Linked DNA regions of Sus scrofa: all the other regions are linked to region 1. The links are chromatin contacts, called in public HiChIP or PLAC-seq maps. All regions are on one chromosome and are shown on one strand. The core of a region is the stretch at or near the end of the contact, and the rest is flanking DNA. Distances in the headings are between cores, read along the strand shown.

Region 1 (3,016 bases), core at 462-2,961:
TGGCCCTCTTTTCTGCATGTTGACCAGTCACCCAGGGCTACTTGTCTCATTCCCTTGACCCTATGCCTCAAAGTCTTTTGCACTCATATACTGCATGCTCTTGACCAGGTCAGTTCAGCTCATTTCCATCAGCTGCCTGGGTAGTGTAGGCACTGGAGTTGAAACCCCTGCTGTAGAGGAAACTTAATTATTAGACAAGGACGTGGTACCCCTCAGCCTTACCAGCCCCCAAACCCCGTTTCTAATAGGAACTGCCCACCAGAGCCCCTGCAGCCAAGATGGCAATGTCTCATGTTATGTTATCCCGCTTTGGATGGAGCAGTTTGGGTCGACGCCTGATCCCAGGGCTGTCAATTCACCGGCTGATCGTGACACGTAATTCCATCCGTCTTTGGGCCTGGCATGGAAGAATGTGCTGAGCCAATCAAACTTTCCCTCTCAGCTTTAAAAACTGAGCACAGAGTGAAGCAGCACATTTGCAGGTGTTCTGATGCCAGCGAGAAGCCAGAAAAGTCAAGGAGGGCCGTGAGCATGCAGAAAGGGGGGTCAGTTGGAAGAAGGAATTTTTTGAGAGGGCTGGGAGGGAACGTGTGGCCCAAGAAAGGCAGGGGTACCTTGAGACAGAAATCCCGGGGCTGTCTGGGTGCCTTTGAGTTTTCCAGCTTCAGACCCAGTTCATGTGTGTTCCTACAGGAAACTCCAGTTCCTTGAGCCAAGTGGAGTGTTCTTTTGTTCCTGCACACATGAATAGCTCATAAGTTCTGTGGTGGCTCATCAGGCTAAGGATCCAGTGTTGTCACTGCTATGGCCTGAGTTTGATCCCTGGCCTGGGGACTTAAGGATGCCAATGGCATGGCCAAAAAAAAAAAAAAGCTATTCAGAGCCACACTGTAGGTTTCTACTAACCAGAGTCTGTGGTTCTACAAATTGAGTTTAAGAGTTTACCTCCATGATACGCCCCCCCCCCCACCCAGTGGTGGGCTCTCTGCTGGGTTATTGACACACAGTAGACAGATAAGCAGAAAGCCTGTGCATTAGGAATGAATCTCTAAGACTACTTTGACCCCTTTGGCTTCTGCAACAAAGGTATGCGTATGATTTTAGAGGCATAAACACCCAAGCTTCTCAAGATCTAATTTTGTCGCATTATCATATTCCCAACAAGAAAAAAAAAAAAAAAAAGCCTGCAGGTAAAAGCTGCTTGCTTTCTTATATCTGTCTGTCAGCCCTAATCAGACCAATCCCACTTAAGTGACAGAAAACTCTTCAGAGGTTGTCATCATTCTCGTGAACCTGAAGAATATTTAACTTGTTGATTAAGTACTTAACATTACAAATGAATGCAAAACTGTCTGTCAGGTCTGGCGTGATTATTTTGGAAAGGATGGAAAGTGTTGAGGTTGCCGCGATAAGGAATGACCTTTGGGATATTTAAGGCTGCCACGTTGCATCAGCTTTTGGGTGCAGTTGCCGTGCAGGCGCCAAGGAGAAGAAGAGACTGATGCGTGTGTTATAGCTCATCATAAAGTCGCTGATTTGTCTTTTTTAAGCAACCACTGTCGAAATGAGATGACAAAGAACTTCAGGCTGTAGCTGCCCCGGTGAAGAGAGTGGAGGAAATGGAAAGAAAATTTGTCATTAGGGAAAGCTGTCAACTCTGATGGCGTCTCCTTGGCACCAGCCAAACAATCTGAAACCTGTCTCTGAACAGTCACACAGATGGGGGTTGGGGGGGGGGATACACAAAGACAAAACAGCTGGGCGATTGACCGAACTTTCCACTCTGCGGCCAAGTCTTTTGGCGTCATGGAGATTAAGACTTGACTGATCTCACTGGAAAATTGTTCAAACCTTTGCTATGTGCTCTCTTCGCAGACACGCATTGACCATTCCCAGGGAAGAAAAAAGCCACACCTGCTTAAGCATTTCAAACACAGGAGCTACAGGGCATGCATCACAACTTCACGAAGAAAGCCATTGTTCCCCCTCTCCCAGCTTTGGCTCAAATTTCAAAGCTTTCCTTTGTCAGCAAAAGATGGCGCTTTCTAATAATAAAGGCAAATTAACAAGGAAAACCGTCAGAGAGAGAGAACAAGTTATATTCTCTTTTAAAATGTATTTTTAACTTACCTGCAGGACCGTACATTAAGAGTTGCTCTTTCTGGGGTCCAGTTCTTTGGGTTTGACAGCTGCATAGTACGGTTTGTCCACGACTGTAATTGTGTAGGATGAGTTTTATCAGCCCCCAATTCACGTTGGAGTCAGCCTTTCCCTCCACCCCTACCAGTCACCAGTGATCTGTCCTCTGCAAAGAGCTTTGTCTTTTCCAGAATGTTATGTAAATGGAATCATATAGCACATAGCCTTTTAGTGTAGTATGAATTGATTCACTTACTTTTGCCGAACATTTTCCTGGATCTAATGTTCTGTGCAGAGAGAAGAAGCAGGGGAAAAATAATTGGGGCCAGGGGAATCTCAGAAGACAGGAGTGAGGAGGTCGGGGAGTGGCTGGCTTCATCTATAGCAGCATCATCATCATAATTATTTTTTTTAGGGCCAGACCGTGGCATATGGAAGCTTGCAGGCTAGGGGTTGAATTGGTACCGCAGCTTATGGCCTACGCCACAGCCATGGCGAACGCCGGATCCTTAACCCACTGAGCGAGGCCAGGGATCGAACCCACATCCTCACAGACACTATGTTGGGTTCTTAACCTGCTCAGCCACAATGGGAACTCCCGGAATTCTTTTCATCTGTGTAAAAAGTGGATCTTAAAGGTGCTGAGTACCCACTGCAAAGATTTGGGTACCCAGCACCACCTCTGTATAGGGCTTAAAGGGAGAATGGGTGGGCTTGGCTGGCTGGCTTTAACCGGAGTTGGAATCCCACTGGGGGCCGAAATTAACATGAATAATTAGCTCTGGTTTAGTTATGAGAGCAGTTGTCATGTAGACAGCGTCAGGCTTGTGGAGAAAAGCACGCATTAACTCTGCGCTTGTGTGGCCACCCCATTAAT
Region 2 (3,257 bases), core at 419-2,918, 550 kb after region 1:
AAACCTGTCACAAGGAGAGGAGTACAGGATGGAATCGGCACCCTGAGGGCTTTTTCCTCATTTGTTTTTTTCTGTTGTTTCAATTCTAGGTTCTGATATTTTTGTGGGTTGGGAGGAATGATTGGGCATTTAGGATCATGATCACAAAGGATTTTTTTTCGGTCATCCTCTCGCCATGGTCTAAAGCAGTAATGTAAACTCTGATAATGGAAATTATTTCACCACTGTTTTGCACCTTCGCTGCTATAACCCAAATTTTCATAATAAGGAGTGACTGATAGATATCCTTTTTACTGAAAAACAGTAGTTGTATAAACCTCAGGCTAAATTTGTTTGAGAAAATACTGTATTTTGCTGGATTATGTAGCCTGAAAGTGACCTAAAGTGCATTTTATTATCAGTTTATTTATCTTAGCCTATGTGGTTTCTGTGTGTGTGTGTGATACTCATGATTAATGGTGTCAAAACCCCACACAATTTTGAACACTACAAAAATAAAGAGGCAGTTTGATGATTATCATCTAATTTTAGAAGAAAATCATGGCACAGAATTGTCGTTTGCTTATATTAAGTATAGTCTCCATTACTACCTTGTATTTTCATCTTTCACTTTACCTCTGAATATAGATTCTTCTTTTCCTAAGTGTTCCTGAGCTATGATTTAAAGATAAGCAACTAAGAAATGCACGTAGTTTATAGGGTGTTAAGTGACAAGCAAGAGGATCTATTTCAGGAAATTAAAATGGCAACTTGAGGGATTTTACTTTTCTTTAAATTAGGTTTATTAAATACAAATTTTCTCATTTATATCAATTCCGTGATATTTCAAAACACTAGAAAGTTGTTAGTTTAAAACTTCACACAATTGATTTAAAGAAGAGATTTGTTTAAAGTTTTTCACCAACTCTCTAGAATGCCAGTCATAGTATAAAGTGCCAGACCCACTATCAATTTTGGGGAGGGGGGGCATGATCATAGAATGCAGAGGATCCTGGGGCTAAGGATCGAACCCATGCTACTACAGTGACAACACTGGCTCCATAACCCGCTGAGCCACTAGGGAACTCCAAGACTTATCTATTTTTAATATGGTGTCAGCAGCCCCTGTATTGTATGTCTTAAGAACTATTCAGTTTTCGGTACATTTCTTGATTGTTTTTTAAGGTTTTTTGTTTGATTTTTGTTGTTTCCTTTTTAAAATGTGGATGCTATTTTCATGGGGGAAAAATAATGCACAGACCAAAAGAAGAAAATTACATTGAGTCAATGTTAATGGAAATTGACTTCGGTTTTACAAAGGAACACTTTCGAGTTGTGAAGTTTTGAGTTTTGTCTTAGTTTCATCAAAATCTCTCAGATTTTTATGAACGCAATTGAAATCAGGAGATGATCCCAAAGGAGAGACTGGGGGGAGCGGTGAAAATAGACCATTTCAGTTGCACAGCAACATCTTTTCTGTTTTGAAAATAAATCTTTGCAGGTGTGTTTCCGATCTAGCTTTCTTGCTCAAGGAAGAATGTTTATCATTTTCTGAATTTACCAGCAATTGGTGTGCGCTGAGGGCTCATTTATTTCTTACAAAATGTCGCTAACTCACTCCTGTCCTCTTAAATTTAAAACAGCTGCTACCCACTGGCAGGATCTAAATCTTAACAGAGACAGAATTCCAGACTCCGTATGCCTGTATTACACTCTTGTTAATAACCATCTCTGTCTGTCAAGGTGACAGCGGGACAATGTGGGTCCTACACTCACATTTTCTCTGTCCCTGTGTAAAAAGCTAAAGCTTTTATTTTGTTAATAAAGACCTATGATTTAATTTAAAAAAACTCTTCTGATTATTGAAGCACTATAATTTGGTTTTGCTTGAAGCACTCTAACTTCCAATATTGTTTCCTTTCTCTGCAGTTATATTTTTAATATTATCTGGGAGTTAGGGTAGCTTATTTACTGAGAGAAAGTAGCAGAGGGATCCAAACTCAATGTTAAAAGGCAAGGCAAATTTGAGGAAAGAAACATAGTCTTTAAATTTTCAATTGTTTAGGATTTTATTTCCAGATTCCATTTTCATAATGTAGAATTTACAATCTCAACATTTATTTGGAAACAAGACAACAATTTCAACTTTTTCATGACCGCCTCACTGTTGAAAATAAGAGTTTTGACATAAGCTTCACCTGGATTCTCAGTCAAGGATACTCTTTTCATTTTTACCTTCTTTTGACCCGGTTGCCTTGCCCAAAAGCTATCATTTTGTTTTCCTTTCTCTTTGGTTTTCTTGCAGAACAACTGTTCAGTTTCTATAAAGATAAATTCATCTGTCTTGAAAAATGCTAAAGATTATTTTCATGCAGAAGATAAATCACTGGAAGAGACAGTAAAGAATTCAAAAGGTACTTCACGTTCTACCAGAGCGAAATCCAAATCTTTCTCCTCCGCAGTGAATTCATGGTTTCCTGGAAGATAAGATCTCATCCTGTTAAGGACTTCGTCTTAGAAAAGAAGAGAACATAATCTCTCAGGGGAACTGCAGGATCATAATTCCTAAAATCAAATATATCAATAAACACAGCTCTTACTTTAAAATAGTCAACCAAGTCTCCAGAACTTAGAGTGTAAAAAGTTGATGTCAAATTGTAATATCCTATAATAACATCAGTCTGTAAAAGAGAACAAATGATTGTTTAATTAGTTTAAAGTTTTATTCTCATAAATAAAATCCAAATGCTTGGTCATCATTCATATATTGTGAATGCCTTTTCTTAGTGATGAGACTTAACTTTGAAACTAATGTGCTGCTTTCCTGTGTGAGAAAGAAAGATAAAAAAATAAGCCTCTTGGGAATGGGAAGAAAATTTCCAGTCTCTCACCAGCCAATCTAATTTTTAATCATCTCTCTCTCTCTCTTTCTCTCCTCCTCCCTCCCTTGTTCTCTCTCTTGCTCTTTTTTCCCCCTGAAATCATCGTCATTTTCACCCCCTCATCCTGTTTTACAAATATAACTAATTTTGCAGAACTGAGGTTTGGATTTCATTTTTCACCTTGAAGTCTTTGCTTATATTTGTTCCCTGGCCAACGTGCTAGTCCAGAACTCAAAAAAGATTTTTAGAAAGTACAGACTCTGATAAAGAAGCTACATGATATTCTAGATATAAGATATCAGGAACAAAGTATAGCAAAAATTTCCTAATATTTAATGTTTTTTTTTACACTACACAACTTATCTTTGTATTTATTATTCATTCACCAAAAATGTA
Region 3 (3,311 bases), core at 577-3,076, 640 kb after region 1:
GGATCTGGCATTGCTGTGGCCGTGTTGTAGGTTGGCAGCTACAGTTCTGATTCAGTCCCTAGTCTGGGAACTTGCATATGCTGCGAGGTTAAAAAGCAAAAAGAAAGAAAGAAGGAAGGAGAAATGAAGGAAGGAAGAAAGATTCTGTTGCAGTATGATATGGTTTGAAAAAGCAGTCAGAAATTATCTTGCTGCACTTTCTTTTTGTTGCTAATACTTAAATTACTTTGAAATCTCAAATAACATTCAAGGAGAGGGATGAGGGTTTTACGCTATCAGACTAAGACCTGGGTTAAGAATGATTAAGAGGCACTCTAAGTAAGCTCTCATTTCCAGGTGAGGAGACGGGGCCCTTGAGTTTCTGTTTGGTCCACACTGTGATAGGAACTGATCTTTGCTTGGAAGCCCAATCAGAAGTCTGGCCTGATAGTTGGAGTATTATTCATGGGCCTTCCTGCCTGCCTGTGAGCCAGCACCAGAGAAATGAGAGGCTGTTGTTTAACTTGCAGCCGTTAGAAGTCTCCAGTAGAAACCCCAGTCACTCACAGTATCACTGCCAATGTAGGTTGTTTCTTCAAGACTCATATGCTTTGGAGGCGGCACAATGCTGAAAAAAAAAAAAAAAAAAAAAAGCCCTTTGGTTTTCTAGTTCCCTCTCTGGAGAGTTCTAAGACGCTAACCCTTTTGACTTTTATTGGTAGTTTGCTTTGTCAGCTTTGTATCCACTTTCATTTATTCCTTGACCTACTCTTTGCAGTGAACCATCTCTAGCCTGGTAATACCAGTGGGAAAAAAGTGAACTCTTGTTTCAGACCTGTGAAGTTTGATTCCAAGTTTTAAACTTAGCTTCCTGTAAACATCACCTTTTTCTTCACTGTATATATGTATGTGTGTATTTTGCTTTTTAGGGCTGCACCCATGGCATATGGAGGTTCCCAGGCTAGGGGTCAAATCAGAGCTACAACTGCTGGCCTACGCCACAGCCACAGCAACACAGGATCCAAGCTGCGTCTGTGATCTATGCCACGGCTCACAGCAATGCCAGATCCTTAAGCCACCGAGCGAGGCCAGGGAATGAACCCGCAACCTCATGGTTACTGGTCGGATTGGTTTCTGCCGCGCCACAACGGGAACTCCTTTTCATTTTATTTTACTGCCCCACCATACCCTTTCTGTCTGAGAACCATGGGTTTTTTTTTTTTGGTTGGTTGGTTGGTTGGTCTTGATTTTTAATGAATCTCTCTCGAACTCACCTGTTTGTAGAAACTGAACATTTCCCCTTTTCCAAGAGGCTGTTGTGGCAAAAGTAGCTCTTTGCTTGAGGTCCCAACCTAGGGGTCTCTAAAGGGGTCCAGGAAAGACACAGTCACATTTGCTTTTCCAGAATTAGCAACGAGAAATAATTTAACTGGCCTTGACTATAAGTGAGCAGCTCTTTAAGAAAAAAGTCTGCAATCAGTTGAATTCTTTAGGCTTCTGGCTAACAGTACTGAAGAACCCTCTACAGAGTAGATAAAGCCTGGAGGAAGAATTTCTGATTCAATTGCACGTTATTTATTGTGGAAAGAATGTTTTCCCTACAGACCGATGAGGAACAAGATGTTTAAACATAAGCCAGGGCGGAGACCTATTTGTTTGGTCAGCTTCAGAGGGGCCACGTTTCCTTGCTTACGATGATGAGTCTGCCAACTAACTCTTCTGTCCTCCCCACCCCCGCCCGATTCTGCAAATTTCTGTGGGATTTTTTACTTGGGGCTCTGGTTGGATGAGACAGTGATAAAGTGCATACGTGGCCATTGGAAAGGCTCAGGGGCTTTTTTCTGGAGCAGCACAACTTTATCACGTCATTACGAATTTATGCTGTGCTCCGTGCATGTGTATATATGGGCTTTTCCCCTTTTCCCCAGTTCCCCTCAGCTGTTGGCTTGTGTAAGCGCATAGCTGGATGGCAGCCGGACTCCATCTATCACAGGCGGTGGGAGGGGGGACAGGGATTTGAAAGGGTTACTGTTCACATTTCCTGTGTAATTCCCTCTGATCTTACTGGGCTGTAATTCCTTTCTTGATGTTAAACGTTCCCAGGCTCCTATAACCTCCTTGCTGACGTGCGCTAGCCAGGCTTGTCCCAGGTGATCATGGAGGCGGACCTCCTGTTTTTAAAGATTAGAGATCGCCCTTTCATCCATGAGATAGGCTACATGCTCATTCCTTTGCAATCCCAGGAGAAATGTCTTTGATTCGAGACAAGAATGGAGCCCTAACATTTAGTCCGTTTTCTAACTCATATTTAACAGCCAGCCACCCAATTTGTTGTCAGATTAATTGCACAAAATTTTAAACCTACAGACTCCTAGTTTAGTGCATCTCTAGTGAAGTGAAAGCCTGGGAATCTAGTAAAGATCACACAAGTGGGTTCTGCTAGAAGAAGGGTAATAGTTGATGCCACCACTTGCTTTTAGCTTACTTGATCCGTAGGTCCCTTTAAGCTGTGGCACTGACAGGTCAATATTTCTGCTTCAGTTCAGTTCAGGAGGTCGTAGCTGGTCAGAGGGAGATACTTATTTTATACTTTTTCTCTGGTTTTTAAAGTGTAGAGCAGCTGCTTTTAATTCCACAACTTGTAAAATATGTATTTTTGTGGTTGGCAAAAGATTTTCTATTTTTGCCTTTTTCTCCTTAAGTTTTAGGGGAAAACGTTCTGCTCCTATGAAGCATGAGCATGGGTCAGCAGCTGCTGATGAATTGATGGGGCAGGGTCACCTGTACCAGCACTGCCCTTGTCCAGGTAACGAGCTTTCCTGTGGCACAGCTCCAGGCATGTGTGCTCGTGTGGCCTAGAGCACACTGCCCTGTCCCCTCCACCAACTTGGGAACCTAAGGGTTTGGGGATGGACAGGAACAAAACCACGGCTCTTTGAAGGAGTTTCTAGAATAATTTAAGTTTGCTGGTGTTTAGGCCAAAGTAAGCTGTTTGCATGGCTTAAAGCAGTGAGATAAAATATTTTTTATGCATGTGTAACATGGTTTTCCATGGAGGTGGGTAGAGGAATTTTTAGGTTGGTTTTGTTTGGATCTGCCTTAACAAGCTAGAGGGACTGGTTTTGAAATGTTTTTATCTTTTTTGGCCGCACTGCAGTATATGGAGTTCCCGGGCCAGAGATCAGATCTGAGCTATAGTCACGACCTAAGCTGAAGGTGTGGCAATACCAGATCCTTAACTCACTGTACGCAGCCAGGGATTGAACCTGTGTCCCAGAGCTCCTAAGATACCAACCCTGTTTCACTGTAGCAGGAACTCCTGGTTTTGATTA

What was found. HiChIP or PLAC-seq counts read pairs in DNA pulled down with a chosen protein or histone mark.
Region 2: a contact with region 1 is called in an H3K27ac HiChIP or PLAC-seq map of skeletal muscle, with 7 times the contacts expected there. The contact joins two enhancer-like sites. A contact is called at or near these places in 2 of 47 Hi-C or Micro-C datasets (both in skeletal muscle) and 1 of 2 datasets of contacts at active chromatin or transcription factors (skeletal muscle).
Region 3: a contact with region 1 is called in an H3K27ac HiChIP or PLAC-seq map of skeletal muscle, with 6 times the contacts expected there. The contact joins two enhancer-like sites. A contact is called at or near these places in 1 of 47 Hi-C or Micro-C datasets (skeletal muscle) and 1 of 2 datasets of contacts at active chromatin or transcription factors (skeletal muscle).

Annotation. Positions count from the first base shown.
Region 1 is chr10:42,337,031-42,340,046 of Sscrofa11.1, reverse strand. No RefSeq gene overlaps it. Among named protein-coding and RNA genes, the nearest start is that of ARHGAP12, 240 kb to the left of the region's middle. Within about 2 kb of position 1,711, at least 12 of the 83 cell types and tissues checked have an H3K27ac peak or open chromatin away from gene starts, as enhancers often do. A contact at or near this core is called in skeletal muscle, where this site is marked.
Region 2 is chr10:41,784,027-41,787,283 of Sscrofa11.1, reverse strand. ZNF438 (zinc finger protein 438) reads left to right here. Exons shown (of 19, transcript XM_021064197.1): 8 at 2,285-2,393. Among named protein-coding and RNA genes, the nearest start is that of ZEB1, 230 kb to the left of the region's middle. Within about 2 kb of position 1,668, at least 4 of the 83 cell types and tissues checked have an H3K27ac peak or open chromatin away from gene starts, as enhancers often do. A contact at or near this core is called in skeletal muscle, where this site is marked.
Region 3 is chr10:41,694,941-41,698,251 of Sscrofa11.1, reverse strand. ZNF438 (zinc finger protein 438) reads left to right here. Exons shown (of 19, transcript XM_021064197.1): 13 at 2,682-2,785. The coding sequence starts at 2,707. Among named protein-coding and RNA genes, the nearest start is that of ZEB1, 320 kb to the left of the region's middle. Within about 2 kb of position 1,826, at least 30 of the 83 cell types and tissues checked have an H3K27ac peak or open chromatin away from gene starts, as enhancers often do. A contact at or near this core is called in skeletal muscle, where this site is marked.